2 separate regions of the Mus musculus genome follow, and region 2 is linked to region 1. Evidence: chromatin contacts called from public Hi-C data. All regions are on one chromosome and are shown on one strand. Each heading gives the region's core, a stretch centred on a gene start, on an enhancer-like site or on the middle of the called end of the contact. The rest is flanking DNA. Distances are from core to core; before and after follow the strand shown. Region 1 overlaps Gm36235 (a long non-coding RNA gene). Region 2 has its middle 150 kb from the start of Gm36372.

The links. A called contact is a pair of places that touch in the nucleus more often than the background predicts.
Region 2: a Hi-C map of pre-B cells shows a contact between it and region 1, with 2.5 times the contacts expected there. The contact joins two enhancer-like sites. A contact is called at or near these places in 1 of 39 promoter capture datasets (the C10 cell line), 1 of 15 datasets of contacts at CTCF or cohesin (large pre-B cells), 5 of 484 Hi-C or Micro-C datasets (B cells, myocytes and pre-B cells) and 2 of 115 datasets of contacts at active chromatin or transcription factors (CD8 T cells and large pre-B cells).

What each region holds. Positions count from the first base shown.
Region 1 is chr12:16,005,715-16,010,614 of GRCm38.p6, forward strand. Gm36235 (a long non-coding RNA gene) reads right to left here. Exons shown (of 8, transcript XR_872507.1): 2 at 1,423-1,528. Among named protein-coding and RNA genes, the nearest start is that of Gm36235, 7.4 kb to the right of the region's middle. Within about 2 kb of position 2,662, at least 112 of the 459 cell types and tissues checked have an H3K27ac peak or open chromatin away from gene starts, as enhancers often do. A contact at or near this core is called in B cells and pre-B cells, where this site is marked.
Region 2 is chr12:16,382,452-16,387,351 of GRCm38.p6, forward strand. No RefSeq gene overlaps it. Among named protein-coding and RNA genes, the nearest start is that of Gm36372, 150 kb to the left of the region's middle. Within about 2 kb of position 2,185, at least 44 of the 459 cell types and tissues checked have an H3K27ac peak or open chromatin away from gene starts, as enhancers often do. A contact at or near this core is called in B cells and pre-B cells, where this site is marked.

The sequences.
Region 1 (4,900 bases), core at 1,412-3,911:
GGTAAGTAATAATCTCACTTCCCAGTAGCTTCGCATAGAAAACCTTTCCCCTTGTGGCAATTTGCCCGTAATACAGACAAATTTAGTACATGATTCACCCCCAGCCCTCCTAGGAGATTAATTCTGGCAAAGTTTCCTATGTTGGTTAGTTTTAATTGTCAACTTGACACAACTTAGAATTATCTGGGGAGACAGTCTTCATGAGCAATTGTATAGATCAGGTTGGACTCTAGGCACATCTGTAGGGGGTCTTGGCTGCTAATTGATATAGAAAGACCCACTCTGGATGTGGGTGACATCATTTCATAGGCTGGACCCTGCACTGTGTGACAGTAAAGAAAGTAGCAGCTGACCATACAAAAGCAAGCTCTTGACTACACGTGGTGGGGCCAGCCAACTAATATGCCTGCTTCCATGATTACTTTGAAATTACTGAACATAACCTGAAATTGTAAATTAAAATAAAACTCTTCTTTCTCTAAGTTGCTTTTAGTCAGGGAACATTATCACAGTGACAGAAATAAAACTAGAATACCCCCTTTACAGGGTTAGACATGAAAAAGAGGCTAAGATTATTGCTCGCTCTCTCACTGATTCAGGCTTTGGAGTTGATCGTTCCATTTTGTCAAGGAGACTGGACAGAAAGGAAAGAGGCAACAACTTGAGAGCATGTCTTTTCAATTGTTTGCGAGCAGTGTGGAAGGAAAAGATCTTGCCACAGTGAGTTGGAGGTTTAGCAATGAATCTTTGAGGCTGAATGTCCTGTGGTTTGGTGGTGTGATTTTTTTTTTCAGTTCTTCAGTTGTAGCCCTGGGATCTGGCATCTCTGCCCTAGAACATTCTTCTCAATAACATGGGTCTATGCTATTCAAAGCATACTTCTAAGATACCTAACAAATGTCTCTGGGCCTTAGCACCATTAGCTGTGTGGCGAGTGAGGTCCGAATCAGTAGACTTAAATGCCATTCCCACCTTGGTGAGCGTCCCTCTATGAATTCAACTCTGTGTGCCTGCATGTGTCCCAGTGCCCTCTGGTTTCTTGATGGATGTCACAAGAGAAATTCTCTCACTATAGCGGAGGGAGGATCCTTGCTTGACGTGTTACCCTTCAAAGTTGTTTCCAAGCCAAAGATTTTTGAGATGACTTTGTGGCGAGGAAGACCATGAGTCATGCTGAGCTTACTAATTCTATTTCTGGAAACCGTGGGAGGTGGTGTGATGTTGTGGAGAACAACAGAGCACTGCAGACACCCTGGTCTGGGATTGGATCTTGATTGAAGCTCACCAGCCTTGTGGGACTGAAGTAGTACTCTGACTCTGGACCTCACTCCCTTTCCCTGTGAAATGGGTTGTTGAGTTGTTAAAAAGACTCATAATACAGCATCAGGACACTATATGCTACATGGACAGGACAGAACATACCTTCTGGAACATACTGCCAGGAAGTATAATAGTCTTGAAGCTTCACAGACACTGAAGGTGTAGGACACCATATTGTTTTCAACTTCAGTGTTGCCTTCTAGTAACACTGTAAGAACGTAATTATATACTCTCCTTAATGGTCAAAGATACCCAATACATTATCCAGAAAATAATTGTTTCAATTATACCATTTAACCCTCATTCTCTCACATCTAACATAGAAATAATAACAGCTTCATTGTTTGCTGAAGTTAAAAGAAATTGTAAGTAAACTTGTTGAATTTGAATAGGGTTTAAATGCATCTATCCTTTTAGAGATCGGATAGGTGCTGTGTGATGACTCTGCTGTATGCCACATGAGCTCTGTCTATAAAAATGCTAACTAGTATGTATTGAATTCTTCTGTGGTCCAGGGGTTAACAAGATATTCTATACATTTTTCAAAGCAACATCCTGAGAAGGCTCCATTGCTTTAATTTTGAAAATGAGGAATGTGTTCTTTAGATAGTTAAAGGAACCTTCCCAATTCCCCTGGATACCATTCTGGGTCTCCAGCCACAAAGTCTGTGACTTCCCCAATACATGAGCCTTGGCTCTTGTTCTTCATTACTGCATAGACAGCCATGCAGGACTCCTGTCCTTGGGAAGAACATCGTGATTGGATAGAAAGGTCTTGAGGCTGATTCTTTCCGTTGGGGTGGAGATGTAGTACCTGCCCAGGCTGAGCTTCCCCTAAAGTCAGTCACAGAGCTAGAGATGGAGAATTGGGCATTAAATTCCTTTTGTCTTAATGCAATACCTAACAGGAAGGAGAGGAGGAAAGCACATCATGGCCAAACAAGAGGAGTGGCATTTCCAGAGCAGAACAAGTTTGAAAAGAGAATCCCAAGCCCTACAAAACCAAAGAAAGTTTTTGATATAAAGCAAACCATGGCTGCCATGCTATATTTGCCCCTGCATATGTGAAACCACCATTTACAGAGGACAGTTAAAATATTTCCAAGCCCTGTCATCTGTTTTCTTTTCCTTGGACTATTGATAGTTCTTTTGACAACTCTGGGACCCACTGACTTAAGACTAGTGGCCCTGGAGAATTATTATTGGTGAACCTCAAACCAGATACCTTATGTGGAAGTAGTCACCAGGGGAGGGATGGGTGGCATCTACATGCCAAGGCACAAGGTTGAATCAGCAAAGATCTCTCTCTGATCTGTATTCTTATGTTTAGACATAAAGCCCAGACAGACAGTGTGACACCTGTCTTTCACACCAGAAAACCAGGGTCTAACATCTGCTCTGGTGGCTTCATTCTGACTTGTGGCTTTGAGCTGGCTAGTTCCTTCCTCTTTTCAGCCTCTGGGTCTTACACTCTGAAGCCTTCCACCAGCCACCAAGCCTCTGATTGCTTTTGCGCCTCTCCATCTTCTAATTTCGATTTTAGATCTCCTTTGCAAGTTTGCATGGCATTTCTTTATCCACATACTTCCTGTAACATGTTTCTCGAGATTTTTCATTCGTGGGTAGTTATCTACTGATCTCGCCAGCAGGAAAGACCTTCACAGAGCTTCCTATCTTAAGTGCATTTAAGGTTTAATGTACAGGGGCTCTTCCCCAAGGAAGACTTCACAAACAAGTCACAAGTTTGTGCAGGACATTTCTAGACCTCCTGAGAAGCCATCTAGACAGACTGTCCCTCAGAGATAACTATTATCAAATGCTCTTCTTTCCTATCCTTAACTGTGCTGAGATCCTGAGATGTTACAGCCCATCCCCCACCCCAAAGAGAGTATAGTAGGAAGTGTGTACAAAAGTGTGTACTTAAGCCCCCACCTCCCACCTGCCTCTGACACTCAGTCTCTGAGCAGGCTTGAGGTGGTCACTTCTGAAGGAAGTGCTGAGGGGGGGTTGGGTGGCTAATCCCATTGTATCAGCTTTCCTGGGAAGTAATTCACACAAGCATACAGTTATATTAATTATTAACTGCTACATTTCAGCCCCAGGATACCTGCTAGGCAAATTCTCTACCAGAGAGCTATGCTCTCCTCTTCTGAATTTTGCTTTCAGAGACTGAGCTGTTTACCTCTGCCAATTAACATGTTACTACGTCATCTCCTTCTGCCTCTTTTTGGTATAGTTTTGACTGTGTAGCTGGCTTAAGCCAAGCTTGTAGTCACACCAGGCCTGCTGGGCAGCACTGATTTGCAAACCCTGGTCTCTGCTAGCTTTTGGAATGAGTAGCCCTGACCTTCTCATGCCTGTTCAGCTAGTGTGGGGCAGGAAGGGGAAGGGTGGAGGAGAGTTCCCACCCTTTCCTGCATAACAACACAGGACCTCAAACGTGCACCCGCTACCCAAACAGCCAACAAAAGAACACTGTCTTCATGTGCCTTGTGTTTCTCCTTGCCCAAGTCCTCACATGAAATCATCCTTTAAATCCTTAAATTGTGCTTTTTAAAAAGGCTCTTTCAACCAGGCAAAATTGCCTCATTATTTGCAAGAATGTATCCACAATGCAAAAATAGTATATGAAAGAAAAGCTGCATCAATTAATATCCACATCTTACTCAGCTCTAGACAATAATTGCTAAAAAGAATGATTTCTACTAATTTAACATATTATCTGGGGTATGAAGAATCTTTCCTCCATATGGAGAGAAAAGAAGCACTCAGATTGGTCTGAGCAGTCCATGAGCCTTCTACCTGGCCTTTGTATTGTTATTATCATTATTATTATTATTTTAAATAACCCTGCTTATTATACTTCAAGAGGTTCCAGACAAAAAATTAGCAAGTTGTCTGCTGATGAATCACTGACAGCAAAGGCTGCAGACAGTGGAAGCAGCTGCCACACTTAGGGAAGACCTAGCAGATTGCAGGAAGGGAGCCAGAAAGCCCCAAGAATTGCCTCTTGGAGGCCTGTTTGACTTTCTCCAGCTTGCACTATTCAGTTTCCTCACCAGGACACTGGCGAGAAGGCTCTGCCGCAGATGTCTCTGGAGCTGTAGATTGGCATTTGGACATTTCTCCGTGTCTCCTGATGAAGCCAGGACTTGGCTACGGTGGTTCTCACAGGAGTGCACACAGGCAGGAGGACCCTGGTATGCCATGGCTTTCTCCTTCCTAACTTAGCTTTGTTTCCAAAACTCAGCTTTAATGACTGAATTAATTTACTATGTGCAGGGAGAAAGTCGCAAAGCCTGCCATTACAACCCACTTGCATCCCCAGTTCATGCCCTGTGCCCTCTCCTTCCCACCCAGCTTGCTCAGATTTCACCGAAAGGAGACACTCCTCCCCAACCGGAATCGCCTAAGGCAAGCTCACTGTGTGGGAATAAAGATGAGTGTGGCTCTTTCCCTATGCAGCAAGAGAAAAAGGAAGAGAGATTCTTTATCCCCCACACTGAGGAAAGCGCGTTAGTGTTAACTGTTACAAGAGCTCCTGTTGCCACTTTATGAAGTTAGCCTAAGAATGAGGAGA
Region 2 (4,900 bases), core at 935-3,434, 380 kb after region 1:
TAGTAAAAGGCAAGTCGCTCTGCTTTTCAGGGTCTTTGTCTTTTCAAATGAAAAGACAAAGCCTGCCCAAATCTTTCAGTATCATGCAACTGTGACTGGCTAAGCAGGGGAGAGTCCCTGTCAGTGTCCCCCAGGTGACATAATCCAAAGGAAAATGTGGGTTTCAGCATCGCACAGTCACTGAACCATTCAGCTTCTGCACCCTAATTGGCAGCTTTCTAAGCAACTTCTCCCGGTTCTCATTTTCTCCGGGCAGTAGAGTATACTTTGGCATCAGAATGGGAGGCTTGGGGTGGTCGCCCGGTTTCTTTCCCTCCAGTGGATGGGGCATCATGGCCTTAAACCAGAACCATCTGTGCAAAATGACTGGGAGGCACACAAAGTGCCGGAACCACAAAATTCCAGCTTTGCTTTTGGCTTTCTGGCAAGAAAAGACTGAAAAGTCGGCTCTCGTTTCTCCAAATATTTCTCGCCACAGAGTCTGTGCAGACTGCCTCCAACTCTCCATCGGCAAACCTGGGCAGTTTGGGGACTTTGTTTTGCTTTGTTTTGTTTTTAGTTCGGTTGTTTGGTTGGTTGGTTGGTTGGGTTTTTTTTTTGTTTGTTTGTTTGTTTGTTTTTTGTTTTTGTGGCCTGCTCTCAAATGGTTTTGGAGGCATTGGCAGAACGCACATTAAGGCCATAGTATTGGCTGAGAGTCAGATGATTTCTTTTTCAAAAAGGAGAAACTTCATAAGCCTTACCTTGTGCACACACAGGTGTATAGAAGAAAAAAAAAATGTGGTTTTTCTTCTTGCATTCAGGACTCACTCGCCTCGGCCCAAATTTGAAAAACAGGTTGGGTTTTAGGGGTGTTGCTTTTTTAAATGTTGTTTCTGGTTATTTGGTTTGGTTTGGTTTAGTTTGGGATTTTTCCCCTCACTAAAGTTGTCTGCTAAATACTTGAGGTAAAATCCAGAGACCTGAAGTCTTTGGCCTACTGTCTGTGCCATCTGCACACCTGCATGGTGACACTCAAGAGTCCTGTATGACAACTGATGGGGACCACAGTTCGCTTGGCTCACTGGAGTGGTACCAAGAGAGTTACAAAACAGCGAGAGCTTCCGAACCCGTCACTCTCCTCTACACCACAGAAAGGCTTAAAGATCCAAAGCAAACCGGAGCTTGCTCAAGTTTCAGAGATGTCAAGTCATGTGGTCTAAGGCGAACAAATGTTTCTGGCTATAAATACTCAACAGAGTGTTCCAGCTCACTCAGCCAAAACCTAAACGCTGTGAGGTTTCACCCAAACGAATGGTTCCTTAAATAAACACAACGTCAGGGCAAAAGTGAGCAGCAAAACTTGCAATCAAGGACTGACACGAGAGGCGCCGTCTCGTGGAAGAGAGAGGCTGCACCTGGACGGCTGGTAACAAAAGTTAACCGAGGGCCCTTAGCAGGGCAGGCAGTGGCCAAGCAAGCCCTAGTCCCTCAGTGTGTTAACCCTCCCTCAGGTCCGCCAGGATGAGGACACTACCATCCAACACCATTGATGCGGGAAAGCCAAGCCCCCAGATAAATAAGAAAACCTAGCACATCATGGACGTCAAGGGTGTCTGGTGGCAAAGCCACTGGCCCTCTGTGCCAGGACCCACTGTGCCCAGCAAGGTCAAGAATGCTGGTCTTACCCTGGATTCTTCATCACTGGGAGGCATCCATGTCTTGGGAACCACTGAGTTTAGGGCTGCAGAGACAAAATGCCACAAACCAAGTAATTTAACACAACAGACACATTCTCTTACCATGCCCAGAACCATAGAAAATACACACTCTCTCTCTCACACACACACACTCCATACACATACACACTCATAAGCACACCACACTCCCACAGACACACAGTCACATGCACACCACGCTCAAACACACACACACATACATTCACATGCACATCCCACACACATACTCTACACACTCCAAACACACCACACACTCTCTCTACACACACACACTACACAATCACATATACACCACACACTCACATGCACACTCACACACACACACACACACACAAGAATTTTTAAATTTATAACTGGTAAATAAAACTCAAAGCAAGGAAGCTGTAAAAAGTACACGGGGGAAAGAAAACCCATCTGGGCAAGAGGTATTTGCATATTCTGTTAGATATACTTCCTGCCAGGTGTGTGCAGCACATGGCCAGTTGCAAATTTGATTATTGGAGAAATTTTGAAAAGTTAGATGCCTGCTGAACCCCCAGGGTTCTTTTCCCCTGCCTTCCACTGCTCCCTGATGCAATATTACATGGCTGTGTTTTATCCTCCAATTTCTGTCATCTTCCTAGAAATGCATGGTTTGCCTAAGTGTGGAGCATGAAGGCCTAACTCCCTCAGCTTGCAAGAATACTAAACTAAGTAGGAATTGTTTTGGTGTGTGTGTGTGTGTGTGTGTGTGTGTGTGTGTGTGTGTGTGTGTGTGTGTTGATGATGATGATGATCAATTTTGATTAGCACATACAGTACTGGCTTTCACTGTGACATTTCCAAGAGTCATTTGTTTTTGTTGATTTTACTTCTCCTCCTTAGCCCCACCCTACACACACACACCTGTCCACCCCAGTAGAATCTTATCTGCTTTTAGGCCATATGAGTTTTACTGCCCTCTTCCTGTTCTTTGCCACCCTTTATTTCCAGTGTGTGGTCTCCATTGTAGTTTTATTGCCTCTACATAATTATACCTGCATACACACACACACACACACACACACACACACACCTATATACACACATACATGTGTGTGTGTGTGTGTGTGTGTGTGTGTGTGTGTGTATCTGTGTATCTGAGTATCTTTGTATATGTGTATGTGTGGACCCACATACAATAGAGAAATGTGATATTTGCTTTTCTGAGTTAATAAAATATATATTAATATATTTAATATAATAATTTCACAGGTCACCCATTTTTCTGAAAATGTCTTAACTTTATTTTTCTGGATAAAACTGCACTGTACATGAATAGCACATTTTCATTACCCTAAATAGGAATTCTACAATATTACAATGTAGTCTACAAAGCTTCGACCGGTACTCTAGGAAGTAGCACAACTGACAGAGGGGATGGCCAGAAGGTCCTATCAGTGGCCCCCAGTTCTGTATTTGTCCATATAAGAGCGTTCTTCATTTGCATGTCACCATGGCTGTCAGATGGGGACCTTTGCTCTAGAGCAGTGGTTCTCAACCTTCGTAATGCTGAGGCCCTTTAATACAGTTCTTCAGGTTGTGGTGATCCCCAAACATAAAATTATTTTTGTTGCTACTTCATAACTGTGGTTTTGCAACTGTTATGAATTGTAATGTAAATATCTGATATGCAGGTTATCTGATGTGGGACCACCTCACCAAAGGGGTTGTAACCCACAGGTTGAGAATCACAGCTCCAGACACTGATCTGCCTTGGCCTTGCCTGTGAATACTGTAGCTGTTTAACATAAAATGAGAAACTCCAGGTCAAAGCTACAGAGTGGAGAGGGCTGAATAGAACAGAAAATCAGAGGGAACATCAACAACAACAACAAATTTTGTTTGAAGGTTCCACACTGAGTACATGGGCAGATGACTTGGTGGGTGAAGTGTTCACTGTCCAGATATGAGAATCACAGTTTGAATCCCCAATACCCACATAATGTTGGGTTGAACATATGGCCTACCTGTTAATTCAATGCTGGGAAGAAGACGCCAGAGCACCTGGGGGTAAGCTCTCTGTGGCTAGTTTGACTAGCAAAATAGCAAGCTCCAGGTCTAACAAGAGAGCCTTGCCTCAGTGAGCAAAATGAGGCAAGACTGAAGAAAGAAGCACGCTGTGTTAACTTCTGATGTCCACACATGTGTGTGCTCCTGCCACAATCAAACTTAATACTTGCCACATTAACTGGGATGACTGGTATACAAAATATATACTTAATTATGTACAAAAGTACATGTGCATAAAAGCTCTGTAATAAGTGTGGAGAATCTGATAACAAGCAGTGTGACAGTGCCTCAAAAATTAACACAGGGTGGAGAAATGGTTCAATGTTTAAGAGCACTGTCTGGTCTTCCGGAAGACCAAGGTTTGATTCCCAGTACTCACATGGCAGCTCACAATTGTCTGTAACTCCAGTTCCAGGGGTTCCAATGCCCTCTTCTGGCCTTTGTGGGCACTGCATGCACATGATGCACAAACATGTAGGTAAAGCACAAATACAAATAAAGTAAATACATTTTTAAATGTAATACAGGACTAGCATGTGATCCAGAACATTAGCATCTGGACAGCCTGAGTAGCAAAAGCAGAGCACCAGCTGAGTGGGTTCACAGCAGCACACATTACTCACATTTTACTCACATTAGCCAGCTTCCCCAGTACTGCGTGAATGGACGGGCAAAATGTGGTTGAGACATCCAGTGACATATTAGTCAGTCTTGAAAAGGGAGAAAATCCAATCACAAGCTACAACTCAGATGATGCATAAGACATCCTATGTGAAGCAGGTAAACACCAAAGACCAGAAGAGCCAGGTTCCCCATCCAAGAAGGAAGGACACTGGTGAGCAGACCTGAGAGTATGGGTGAGGCACTAAGTTCAGAAGATGGGGTGGTAATGGCTGCACCAGTGTCCTCAGTGCCACTAACAACACACTCTGACTTGACCTCAGTGGTAAGCCTTTGGTGATACACATGGCACCAAACAGCGAGCAGGTGGATGTGAGCACATGGCAGCCTTCTCCGGCAGGCTCTTGGCCCCAGCACCGCAGCACACCATCCATCACCTCCTAGACAGCAGAAGCCTGAGAGCACACTCCACAGCTGCACCTGGGAAGGATTCTGAGCATGCTTAAAAGGTACATGCTTTTTATGCAAAC